Regions from separate parts of the Zea mays genome. Here region 1 is linked to region 2. The links are chromatin contacts, called in public Hi-C maps. All regions are on one chromosome and are shown on one strand. Each heading gives the region's core, a stretch centred on a gene start, on an enhancer-like site or on the middle of the called end of the contact. The rest is flanking DNA. Distances are from core to core; before and after follow the strand shown.

Evidence for each region. A called contact is a pair of places that touch in the nucleus more often than the background predicts.
Region 1: a contact with region 2 is called in a Hi-C map of ear, with 2.4 times the contacts expected there. The contact joins the promoter of LOC100502532 here to the enhancer-like site in region 2. A contact is called at or near these places in 2 of 25 Hi-C or Micro-C datasets (ear and tassel).

Annotation. Positions count from the first base shown.
Region 1 is chr9:112,540,231-112,546,563 of Zm-B73-REFERENCE-NAM-5.0, reverse strand. It overlaps LOC100502532 (chloride channel protein), which reads right to left and starts at 2,316. Exons shown (of 4, transcript NM_001398833.1): 1 at 1,581-2,316; 2 at 1,065-1,443; 3 at 1-955. The coding sequence starts at 1,840.
Region 2 is chr9:112,281,788-112,288,012 of Zm-B73-REFERENCE-NAM-5.0, reverse strand. No RefSeq gene overlaps it. Among protein-coding and RNA genes, the nearest start is that of LOC100284498, 14 kb to the right of the region's middle. Within about 2 kb of position 2,257, at least 13 of the 20 cell types and tissues checked have an H3K27ac peak or open chromatin away from gene starts, as enhancers often do. A contact at or near this core is called in ear and tassel, where this site is marked.

The DNA.
Region 1 (6,333 bases), core at 1,067-3,566, 260 kb before region 2:
CGATCCTCACGAAGCGCGCGAGCACGAGCGCCAGGATGCGGCCGTAGGCGGAGCCCATGAGGATGATGGGCAGGAAGAGCCCCGACGGCACAGCGATGCCGAAGGTGAAGAGCCCCAGCACGCAGTAGATGCCGAAGAAGATGAGCAGCGAGTCGAGCCTGAATTCGCCGGCGGTGCCCGTGGAGAAGATGTTGCGCGTGGCGTCCACGTTGGTGGCGTGGAGCAGCGACGCCAGGTCGTTGTAGTAGCCGGTGGGGCAGTTGAACTGCTTGAAGTTGCCGGACTTGCCCACCGTCGGGCACGCGTCGCCGAACGCCGGGTCGCACGGCGTGCACGGCACAGCGAACGGCAGGAGGTACAGCCCCGCCGACGTGAACACGGACACCGCGAGGGCGAGCGCCAGCTTCGCCAGCCGGCCCTTGGCGTTGATCAGGTTGTACAGCCGGAGCACCTGGTGGAGGACGTGGTTGTAGAGTGCCCCCAGGACCCCGCCGAGGACGCCGACGAGCGTGACGGGGAGGAGGTCGCCGACGTGGTAGCGGACGGTGACGTCACTGACGTCGAAGAGGATGAGCCCGCCCTCGCCGAACATGCCGCAGCGCCCGTCCCTGCACACCTCGATGAAGCCGCGCAGCACCACCACGACGGTGGCCGTGCTGAAGAAGGTGCGCCAAAGCAGCGCGCTGCGCCACCACGTCGCCACCTCCTCCAGCGCGAACAGCACGCCGCCGACGGGCGCGCGGAACGCCGCGCACACCCCGGACGACGCGCCGCACGTGATCAGGTCCCGGCGGTCGCGGTCGTTGTTGAAGTAGCGCAGCCACCGCCAGCGCAGGCGCCACCGGCCCTCGCCGCCCTGGCTGAGCAGGTTGGCCAGGCACGCGCCGATGTGCACCAGCGGGCCCTCCTTGCCGAGATCCATCCCCGACGACACGGCGCCGATGCTGCCGATGATCTGCAGGCACACAGACAGCACGAGACAAGGAACGGAACCGTTTCTTTTCTTTTTCAGAAAAGCCCCAAGGCCCCAACCAAAAAAAAAAAAGAGAGAAAAGCGGCTTGACCTTGACGATGAGCTGCGGCGCGCCGAACATGTTGGGCGTGTCGACGCCGTTGAGATAAGCCTTGATCTCGGGGATGCCAGGGCCAGCGGCGGTGGGGGCGAAGACGACGCAGAGCACCGCGGCGACGAAGGTGAGCGCGAAGTTGACGCCGGCGAAGTAGAGGAAGCCCGCCCAGTAGCGCTTCCCGCGGACGAGGTTGACCATCTGGAGCATCTTGAGGCCGGAGATGTTCTCGATGGCGAGGTTGATGAGGGACGCGATGACGCCGGTGAGGAGGCCGACGAGGAACGCCATGGCCCACTTGAGGAAGATGTACTGAAGCACCTCGACGTTGGAGCGGCTCCGCCAGTCGTGCTTGAACAGGTCGTTCTCGATGATCCTGCGTGCCAAGAACAGAACAGACAGACAGAGCAATTCAATTTTGGGACGCAAGAGCAGAGCCAGCCGCACTTCATCATCAGCCACGATGACAAGCATGGAGGTATTAGTAGTAACAAGCTAAGATGGAATGCTCACTCGTAGTCGAGGCTCTCGATGTGGGAGACCTTGGCGCCGACGATGGCCAGGTGGCTGGCCGTCAGGGTGGTGCTCCGCTTGAGCAGCGGCTGCTCCAAGGAGCTGATGCCGTTGCCGCTGCCGCTGCCGCTGCCGCCGGCAGGGTCCTCCGGGTCGTTCGCACTGTCGTCGTTCTTGCTGTCCGAATCCGGCCATTCCGGCGCAGGACTGGGCTCGGTCGCCGGATCCCGGCCCAGCCTTGGGCTCTGCTCTTCCTCCATGGCTTTCCCCGGGACCGGGAGAGAGAACTATTGCCTCTAGCCTCTGAAGTCTGAAGCAAGCAATTGGATGGGACCGTGGAATTCGCCTTATCTATGTGATTATATGTCTCTATGTGGCTGGCTGGACCGACAACTTGCAAGGATGGGGGGGCTTGGATGAGTGGTGACCCATTGACAGAGGCAGCCTGATGAGTGATGAGAATGAGATCTCTCGTTTCAGACACCTCAACTTCATATAGGCCAAAAGAATTTGGCCTTCTCTCGCGTCTTTTGCTTGAAAATTTCTAAACTTGCCGAGTCCTAGCCCTCACATGAACATTTTGCTTTCAGAATGTGCTTTGTTTACGTGATGAAGAAAATTCAGCACAGTTGGCACCAATAATAGAGTTTTTTTTTGAAATTTAATACATGTGATCCCTGCCTTGAGGGGGTGAGGTGCCTCTTGGGAGGTCACCAAGGTTCACAGCTCGCACTTCAGGTGAAGAGTGCAATGGACACAGCAAGCTCATCCGGTGTCTCACTTTTGTGACCACGCACTTGCCCCCTTGGCAACCTCACCTTGCCTCTATGGATGGATTGATTATTGATAGAACGACCTCAAGGTGCAACCTCACCTTGCCTTTTGGACTATGGTCTATGGATGGACTGGCGGACTGTGGTTTTTTTTCCCTGAGAGAGAGCAAGGAAAGTACCAGTTGATCATGAACCTGGATGGGCTCAGTTCCTTGGCACTTGCCCACTTGCATTCCTAGTTCGATGAACCACGAACAAACAAAGGCAACTTCAATACTATGATTTAAGCCAACTCATAGGAGATCATATATAATAGTCCTTAAAAGGGGGAAATGAGATATGACTAGAGGTGATAATGAGCTCTAAATTTTACAATATAAGATTTAATGATTATATCAGATTAGGATTAGACCTTATTTTTATTCATTTTTAACTAAAATTTATTTAGGCACCTACCATTTTGTGAAGAAGCATTTGGATCGCGATATGCCGATACGTGTATGCGATGCTTACAGTCCAGTCCAGTGATCCAGTGGAGATAAGAACGGGGCGAGGCTGCACCGGACTATGATTCGTAGGTTGGGATATCATATATCCGTAGAAAGTTACTGATCCAATCTTCTAATGCACAAGTTGCATTCGGTTATGGTTTCTTGGGTGGCGAACATGGTGATGTAATGCACACATCTTTTCTTTTTTCCTTTTGAATAACATCCAGCAGGCTCGGAGTGACTCCACCCTCCGGTCGCTTAAGAAAACAAAACAAGATGTGATGCGTACGTGCGCTTTTGTTAAGGGTTTTGTTCTCAGCGTCTGTCCAGAAAATATAGGCCTCTGTCATGTCTAAATTGTTATGACAAATTTAGTATTTTATAAAATAGATATATATAAAATTTAATGCTTATCTTTTCCTATGTTACCAAGCTACAAATAAGAATAAAATTTTGTATAAATTGTTTCATGCATTATTTGCTCCCTGCTACAACAAAAAAAGTGAAAATACCTAAATCTGTATCTATATCCAAATTTTATATCTATCATTTGATAGGATATATGACAAATTTGTGGTTTATCTTTTATAAATCTTTACAAGCTCAATGCTAAATACAAGAATACAAATTTGCATATATGTAATAACAAAAACCGAAAAAATTAATCTCCAAAATAAATATTTGTTTTTCATCCCTCACTTCCCCTATTTTCTGTTAGGTGTCAAGGTGCACTTAACAGTGCATATTTCCATTGGTAGTAGATAGATTCTGATATCATTCATATTCTAATTGGACTCTATTTGTTTTGGAAATACCACAGAGCTAAATTTTCAACATAAGGGGACCATTCAAACCAGCAACAATCATACATGCACATAATAAAGGTATATGTAACAACCAAATAAACATTTATGTCAGAGTACAAAAGATAGCCGAAGAACCAAAAAGGGGAACAAAATTAATATTAGCCATATATATATATATATATATATATATATATATATATATATATATATATATATATATATAATCTTCACTCACTCAATCTAATCATTTTAAAAAATCATGACAATAACATAAAAGTAGTTAAATAGGGCAAAAATAATTAGCTCCACTTTTGATGCTTAAAGATATTCGGATCACATATTGCAAGGGCTAGCATGTCCGCGGACACATACCATCTTGAACACAATGAAGAATGTCAAAACTGATATCAGTCCGATGTTGATCCTATTCTTTGCTGGTAGACTCTCCAACACCTCTTGGAAAGTCCCGTTGGGAAGAAGCACGTGAACGTTGTCCTAGGATTGGCAAGCCACTTAGAGCACTGTCAAAACTCATTGAGAGATGCAATGAAAAACAAGATAGAGGTAAACAAAGGGATAAAAGAGATAGTATATGTATTTTGATCGATTGGATGCTGGGTACCTCAATCGAGCGTGGTTCACTCATGTGGTCTTATCCCAGTAAAAAATAACTCTAAAATGTGTTGGGTACGTTTCCAATTCTAAAAATCAACTTAAAATGAATTGGTTTGAAAACCACTAGGTCGGGGTTTCACAACTAGACTGGCCACTATAGTCGCCATGGCAGAGGAAGTTGGCCTGGTTGACTTTGGGAATCTAGCCTTACTACATTTGGAGGTTGGCCTAATTGACTTTGTCATCGTGGTACTCGACCTAGTCGGTTTTGGTGGCTAGCCTAGTTGTCTTCTGATAGTCGACTAGAGGGGGTTGAATAGTGAAACATAAAATTTAACACAAAACAAAACATGATCCCAATTAGAGGTTATTACACTACACAAATTAATCGTGATGAAGAGGGAAGTTCTCCTTGCATGCAATTGCTCTTTTCAATGAGAGGGTGATTTAGACTTAGAACAATACAAGAATGTGAAGATGGTCAATCGCAAGAGGACTTATGTAGGAAAGAAGTAATGCAAATTGCAATCACAACAACACAAGAAAGACACGACAATTTGTTTACCGGAGTTTGGTTTCACAAAGAAACCAATGTCTCCATTGAGGAGTCCACTAAGGACCGGGTCTCTCTTAGCCCTTTCTTCACTCAAGTGATCATCAAGATGAAACTTGAGTTGCTCTTCTCTTTTATCAATCGGTTCAAGGCTCTCCACACGCTTGGAGGCTCTTGATCGCTTTACAATCGATGTGAGTCAAAACTCCAAGCTCAAAGATCGTAAGTGTCGGTGTTTGGACCGTGGGTCCTTAACCAACCAGTAAATGTGTCGCGTGGCCGACTCTAGATGGTGTGCGAGGAGACACAAGCGATTATCCTGGTTCAGGCTACTCAAGGCCCTACTTCCAGTAGAGAGGATGAGGCTTATATTACTCGCACCGTGGTGCCTGTAGTAGGGGAGTACAAGCACAACGGGAGAGGAGAAGTCCCCAAGTCCCTAGAGATGATTGAGGCAAGTGTCAATATCTAAGACAGAACGAGAGAGCGAGAGTTTGTCTACGCGTGTTGTGGGCGTGTGGCGTTGATGTCGATCTGTGGATCACCCTGTCCGTGGAGGGTCCCCTGCCCTATTTATACGCCAAGGGGAGCGTCCTTAGTGAAGTCGGGTCTTGTATTCGAAGAAGAGCTGCCTAGCACCTGACGCGGTGGCGTACTGTATAGTAGATTCGTGCCTGTTGACTTTCCGTAGAGAGCCGAGGCAGAGACCGAGACCGAGGGGTCGTCCGTACGCCTGAGCCCTCGAGGGAGAGGCCGCCCATGCCGTAGTGGTTGTAAACAGCGCCGGGGTATGGGTGAAAGGCTGCTTAAGGGGCATGTCATCGCCCTGGCGCGTGATGACGTCAAGATTTCATGCAGCACTCATCGAGATCAGAGCCCCTGCTTGGTTGATGCAGAAGTCTTCCCGAGGCGCTAGCCGAGCCGTCTCTCGACGTGCGCTACAGTCGGGTGGAGTGGCTGTCTGAGGGATTCACGGCATAGTCGGTGGCTGAGGTCGAGCTCGGGCGAGGCGACAAACTTGCCCAAGGTCTGAGCTCGGGGTCGGGCGAGGCGGAGAGGTTGCGCCCAAAGACTCATCAGCTTGGCTTGTCGTATTAGGCATCCCATCGGAGAGCGACAGGCGACGTGCGCGCAATGTTTGGCATAGGCGTAATCATACCGCTGCGCTAGACGTGATCGCTGTCTTGTCCACCACTATGCTCCGCTGCCACGGCGCGGGTTGGCACACACATTAAATGCGCCTGTCCCCTACTTGTTTTCGAGTGCCCTCGTCCTATCTCCTTGAGGCCAGCTCGGGTGAGATGGACTGGGCTGAGGCGGCCTCGGGTGAGGCGGATTGAGTGGTGTCGACCTCGGGCGAGGTGGAGCCCTGCTCGAGGTGGGAGACCCTTGGGGGACGTCTCAGTTTTTTATAGGTGCCTCGGCTGTCACCATTAGGGAGTTTAGTCCTTATTTCTCTGAGTGTGCTTGTTAGGGGAGTAATTCAGATGTCCCTAATTATCGTCCCCGACAGTA
Region 2 (6,225 bases), core at 1,008-3,507:
CGCGGTTCAGGTCAAGGCCTCGTCTACCAAGGGACGCGATCTCGCCTCGCCCGAGCCCGGCCTCGGGCGGGAACGGTAGTCCCGGACGAATTCACGCCTCGCCCGAGGGCCTCCTCAAGCAACGGGTGCACCCTCGACTCGCCCAAAGACTAGCTCGGGCAGGCTTCGTTGTGAAGCAACCTTGGCCAAATCGCCTCACCAACCGACTGTATCGCAGGCACATTCAATGCGAGGATCGCCTGACACCTTATCCTGACACACGTGCCTCAGTTGGCAAGGTCGAAGTGACCGCAGTCACTTCGCCCTTTCACTGACCGACCTGACAGGAAAATAGCACCGCTCGCCCCGCTCCGACTGTTGTGCCACCCACCAGGGTGAGGCTGACAACAGCCAAGTTCAGCCTCGGGCGCAACAGGAAACTCCGCCTCGCCCGACCTTAGGCCTCGGCCTCGGAAGGAGGTCTCCGCCTCGCCCGACCCCAGGGCTCGACCTCAACCTCGGCATCGGAAGGTGGTCTCCGCCTCGCCCGACCCCAGGGCTCGGCCTCAACCTCGGCCTCGGAAGGTGGTCTCCGCCTCGCCCGACCCCGGCCTCGGCCTCAGGAGGAGTCTCCGCCTCGCCCGACCTTGGGCTCGGACCGACCGCGTCACGGGGGATACATCATTACCCTACCCCTAGCTAGCTCAGGCTACGGGGGAACAAGACCGGCGTCCCATCTGGCTCGCCCCGGTAACAAGTAATGATGGCTCCCCGCATGCGTCCATGACGACGGTGGTTCTCAGCCCCCTACGAAAGCAATGAGACGTCAGCAAGATCCCAGCAGCACCGACAGCTGTGCTTCTACAGGGCTCAAGCACTTCTCCGACAGCCACGTTACCGCGTACACAGGGCTCTAGCACCTCTCCGACAGCCACGTTGGCATGTACACAGGGCTCAGGCACCTCTCTGCCAGACACGTTAGCGCCTAGCCACACCCCCCATTGTACACCTGGACCCTCTCCTTGCATCTATAAAAGGGAGGTCCAGGGCCTTCATGCGAGAGGGTCGCGCGGGGGAACGATCTAACGAACAGGCTCACTCTCTCTCTCGCGAACGCTTGTAACCCCTACTACGAGCACACCCCCTGGTGCGAGATAATACGAGCCACGCTTTCCCCTTGTGTTCCATCTCGCGCCAACCCATCTGGGCAGGGGCACGCAGCGACAAATTTACTCGTCGGTCCAGGGACCCCTCGGGGTCGAAACGCCGACAATATGAAAGTTGTAGAACTTCAAAAGTTATTGAACTTTGTAGTTGACAACTTTTTATTTGAATTCGTAACGGTCTTAAACAAGCAATTTACACTCAGTTGTTTATAATATGTGGACAAAAATACTACAAATTAGCCATAAAGCATGTCATAGGCGGAGTGGTAGTGGAGAGTACGTGCAGGGCGAGGTTGGTGGTTTGATTCCTAACAACTGCCGCGTAGCGTGCAAATTTTGCGCAAAAAATGTCATGACTTGCAATACTCACATCCCCTTAAATATTTTTTTTGTTTTTTTAAAAACCCGTTTAATGTTTCTGAAAATAATTTTTACTAAAAGTTTTATTACGTCGACCGTCAGTGGAAATTGATTTTCACTGGCGGTTTTCTAACTCAACCGCCAGTGAAAATTGATTTTCACTGGCGGTCCTCAGTTACCCGCTTGTAAAAATGATGATTTCTACTGTCACTTAGCACCGACGGGTTAAGAAACGCCAGTGAAAATAGGTTAACAACCATCACTATAGAGCTTGTTTGTACTAGTGGTTGTGCAATTTAGGTCATGTATCGGTTTGGAGAAGGAATGTTAGACTGTCTCAAGTAAAGTGTGTAAAATAGAGGTGCGGAACTGTAGATGGCGTTGTTTGCAGAGACAAGTTTGAAATAGAGGATGAGATAAGGAATGTGACTGAGGATCTGCTAAAATAGTCTTAGGACATTAGTGTGTCTATGGTGGAAGAAACTAGACGAGAGTTGAACTTGATAAGATTCTGATAGGACCCGCCATGAACTTGATAGGAGTTAATGTTCTTTTCGGGGCAATTTAGTAGATAAACTAAGACACGTTGAAATGAACTAGATGGGGTCCTACGACTAGTCTATCTTTCTTTCTAATCCCTAAAATAATGTGCATGCTTCAAGTTCAAATTTACGGTGACATGGACGGACCCTGTTCACAGGGGGTTTTAGGTGGGCCGTGGCACACCCTAAGGCAACCACCCAGCCCACCAAGATCTGCCCCTATTTCAGCCCCGCACTTGACCAGAGCTTGCGTCGCCGCTGTCGTCCTAGCATTCATCACAGCCAGTCAGTCGCCGGGCATCAAATCGTGGTTGGTGCCATGCGTCAGGCGCCATGACGCTGTGACTCGTTGCACTCCCTATTCTCGGCTCCCCATCTGCATTCATTATGGTCACCTCCCTATGGCCTCGTCTACACGACGGTCGGTGGCCCGCTACTGTCGCCCACGACACCGGCCTTCCAGGTGAGCATTTCTCAACTCACGCCTCCTATGCTACTTCGTCGTTGTGGTCTCTATGTGGTTAGATACATGATGAGCCAACCAGTGCTACAATTGTAGCAGAAGTGGGGTGAAGTTTATTACTATTGGATAATGTGGTGAGATTCTAAAAATTGAGAATCAAAATGTATTTGATAGAGTTGAAATTTATGTGCAAGTCTGTAGCACACATTGCTTAGTTGGTGGTTAGAATTTAATGAGAGAATTGGAGAGCTAGTGCTGCAAAATCATTCTTTCACGTTCATATGTGGATGCAAATATGCAAGGGTCTCTTCTGATGCTCATGCTTCATATAACATTAATCCCTTTTTATTATAAGTTGAGGTTTTGACTGCTGCATACGAAAAATTTGTTGCGGCATACCCTATATAAAAATGCTAGGTCCGCCATTGTCTAGGTATGATTGGGTCATGGAGAGCGGCAATCAAGGAGCATAGTACGCTTTTTAATGGACATTCTCCTACTATGAGGAGTCGAGGACATGATTTTTGTTCCCACATTCTTAGAACGGGAACGATGTTCCAAGGATATGCAACATGGTATTATTGTACCATGTTTCGGTGATACTTGCAGCGACAGAGGGAGGGGGCGAGATTGATTTGGGAGGAGGATGAGTTAAGTAGAAGGATATGATGTTTTATCTAACACTAGCATATATGATGTGCTAACATTATGATTTTGAGGAGGGAGGGGTCAACGGTGGTGGCAACGTGAGTTAGGGGAGGATGAGGGGTCGTGGGGAAGGGGAGATGAAGGATGATCCAAATAATATTATCTATTGAAGTTGGATGAGTAAAAGAGAGTAGGTTATCCAACAATCTGAATTGTTAGTTTTGATGGTGTGTTAAGTCTGAGTGTAATTTGTTTGGTACGTTTATTAGAGGTCATAGATGCGAGGGTGATTTGGTTGGTTGGGTTTTGCGAAGTTTATACCGGTGGATTGTTATATAGTGGTATAGATTAGTTAGATTACCAAATAAAAACTCTCATGCTAGATCTGTTCTTCTTCTAAACTAGTACACTCATTTTTTTCTCTATCGTGCATTTTTGCTCTTTCATAGTCGACGAGAGTGGCATATGTGTATGTGTATTATCCCTTTCATGGAATCATGGTCACAACTAAGCCATCGTTCGCTTATTTTCTCCGTTGCCATCTGCTGACGTGCCCCGGCCAACTCAACCGCTGACCGTGATTAATATACCTCGATGCACATGCACGCGCGGCGGAGCCACGGACACACACCTTCTCGGCCTAGTGTTTACGGCAGCGCGCGGCGGCAAGGTTGCGGCAATGCCCAGTCGAGCTTAAATACCCTACAGCGACTGCACTATGAGAGTCTTCATTTGAGATTATAATCTGCGAGATTATATAATTTCACTTCCGTTTGATTTGAAAGAATAAAGATTAGTGCCTTTATTTTACGTCTCATTTAGTTTCTAAATTGTAAAACGGTGGGACTAAAATAGAGACTAAATTATTTGTCTTTAGTCCCGGAGTGACTAAAATAAACTAAACTATATTAATTTCACTTTTTGGCTATCATTTATTTCATTTACACTAATTGTGGGAGAATGCTAAGAGCTATTTTGATCTTCTTATGATTTATTTAATGTGCTCTTAATATTTTTAGTCCATACAACCAAATATAGTAGTGACTAAATTTTATTTCCTGAACTAAAGAAACCAAAGAGATCCTTTTTTGAACCAAGTGTTCATTTAAAATAAGTGGGATTATATAATCTAGGCAGCCTATAATCTCAAACAAACATGCTCTATATCTGACTATTATGACCCTTTAATTCCTAGTGGGTACTGTACGTTTCAATGGAAATTGATAGTGTTATGGGTTGAAGTAGTAGTAATAATTAGCCACCCAGCACAGTCAACCATTCTGATAGCGTAGCTAGGTATCATCAAACGGATTCGCCGATCCTGAAAGCCTGATCGAGCTACTGCAAACATGCAATCAGCGCACGAGTCAGGCTCGTCCGGCAAAAAATGCAAAATATGCAGGCCCCGTGCAAAATACTAATATAAGCCATCGTATTTCGCGGCCGCTCACGTCGTTGGTGAGCCTAGCTGCCCGCGCCGCCGCTGGAGCTTGTCGTGGTTCGCCGCACCGTGAGAGCATGCCCGCATGTGCCATATGCATCGCCCATCGCCGCCGCAACGACCTTAAGTGCTGGAGTCGCGGAGACGGCAGAAGCCCGGAACTGGACACCGGCGGACACACGGATGACGATCGAGGTGTTGCCGGCCGCAATGCCTTGGTTGGAGAAGCAATCAGTGCTGCCTGACCACATGCGCTTCAGATTTGCTGTCGCGCGTCATTGGACCGGCCTTAGAGGCGAAGTCGTCATGAAGAAGATGTCAGACAACTTGTATGACGACGAATTTGTTGTCGCGTGTCGGCGTGTGCGCCGGCGTTTTAGATCCTCACCACCTTATATTCAAAGGCTATTTGAGGGCCCAATTTTGAGCCCTTGCCCTGGGACTCTGGGACTGGGAGCAGTAGCTGGCTGGATACACGTATCCAATTGTAGGCAGTAGCACTGGCATGTTCGATTAGCTAGCGCATATGTTTAGATTCTATTTTTTTTAAATGTAGATTTTTTAAAGTTTTAAGGTTTGTTTGGGAGTAAGCATATTGAAGAGGATTAAGTGGGCAAGAATCTCTTGCTATTTTTTAAAAATTAAAATTGAATAGTAAAGGATTCTAACCTCTCAATTTACTCTAATTATTTTGCTCCCAAATAAGCCCTTAAGTTATTATAATTTTTTTAAGTTATATACCTTTATTATAAAGTGCATTAAAGTTTTGAGATAACTTAAGACTACCTATTTATAGCTTTAGCTCTCAATTAGAGTAGGAAATACGGCTTCCCTTCCCTAAGTCAGTCATGCCGTGCTTCGTTCTACTCCCCCGTTAGTTCCGTTCGGTTCTATCAACTCAAGCATCCTGCATCCACCGTTCAATGACCTACGACGGCACATAAAAACAAATTTTACAATTTATCTTATCTAAAAAATTCAAAAAGATATAAGTTAAAAAAAAGTCTAATCTTTATTTATAAATCATTCGATCGCTCGTTCTCTTTTAAATAGCTGGATGGTATTATTTGTGAGAGCGTTGCGCGCTACGTATGGTTTTTTGTCGTATTGGGTTTAAGTGGTTTCTCACGACCCATTTGTCGATTTCTTAATTTGCCGTGTCGAATTTAGGTGGCTTTTATTATTATGCATGATAAGATCATATTGTTTAATTGAAACATAGAGCGACCACCCGAGACAACAGTGCTACCACAAGACTATATGGCTCTAGTCTTGGTGAATTAATTAGAAAAGCTAGTGTGGGAGGCCTTACCCGAAAGGAGAAAGCGGGGAAGGAGTTGCGCAAGCGTAGTGCTGGCTGTAATTACTGTGGTGGGGTTACAGACCATAGAACAAGGCCTATGCCCCCTCTGCTTGTATCTGTAGCGTGTTCTCTCATGCTAGTGAAACTTTGTAAAGCTCTCGTAGCGTCCCTATGCCACCACACCTCGGTAGTGTGGTATTGTGCTTGGTCGGCATATGTGTGGTTGGGTACAAAGTTCTCTAAACTTTTACGCAACTTATGAGTAAAGATGTGCAACCTCTGCAGAGTGTAAAACTGGTATATCAGCTGTGCTTACGGTCATG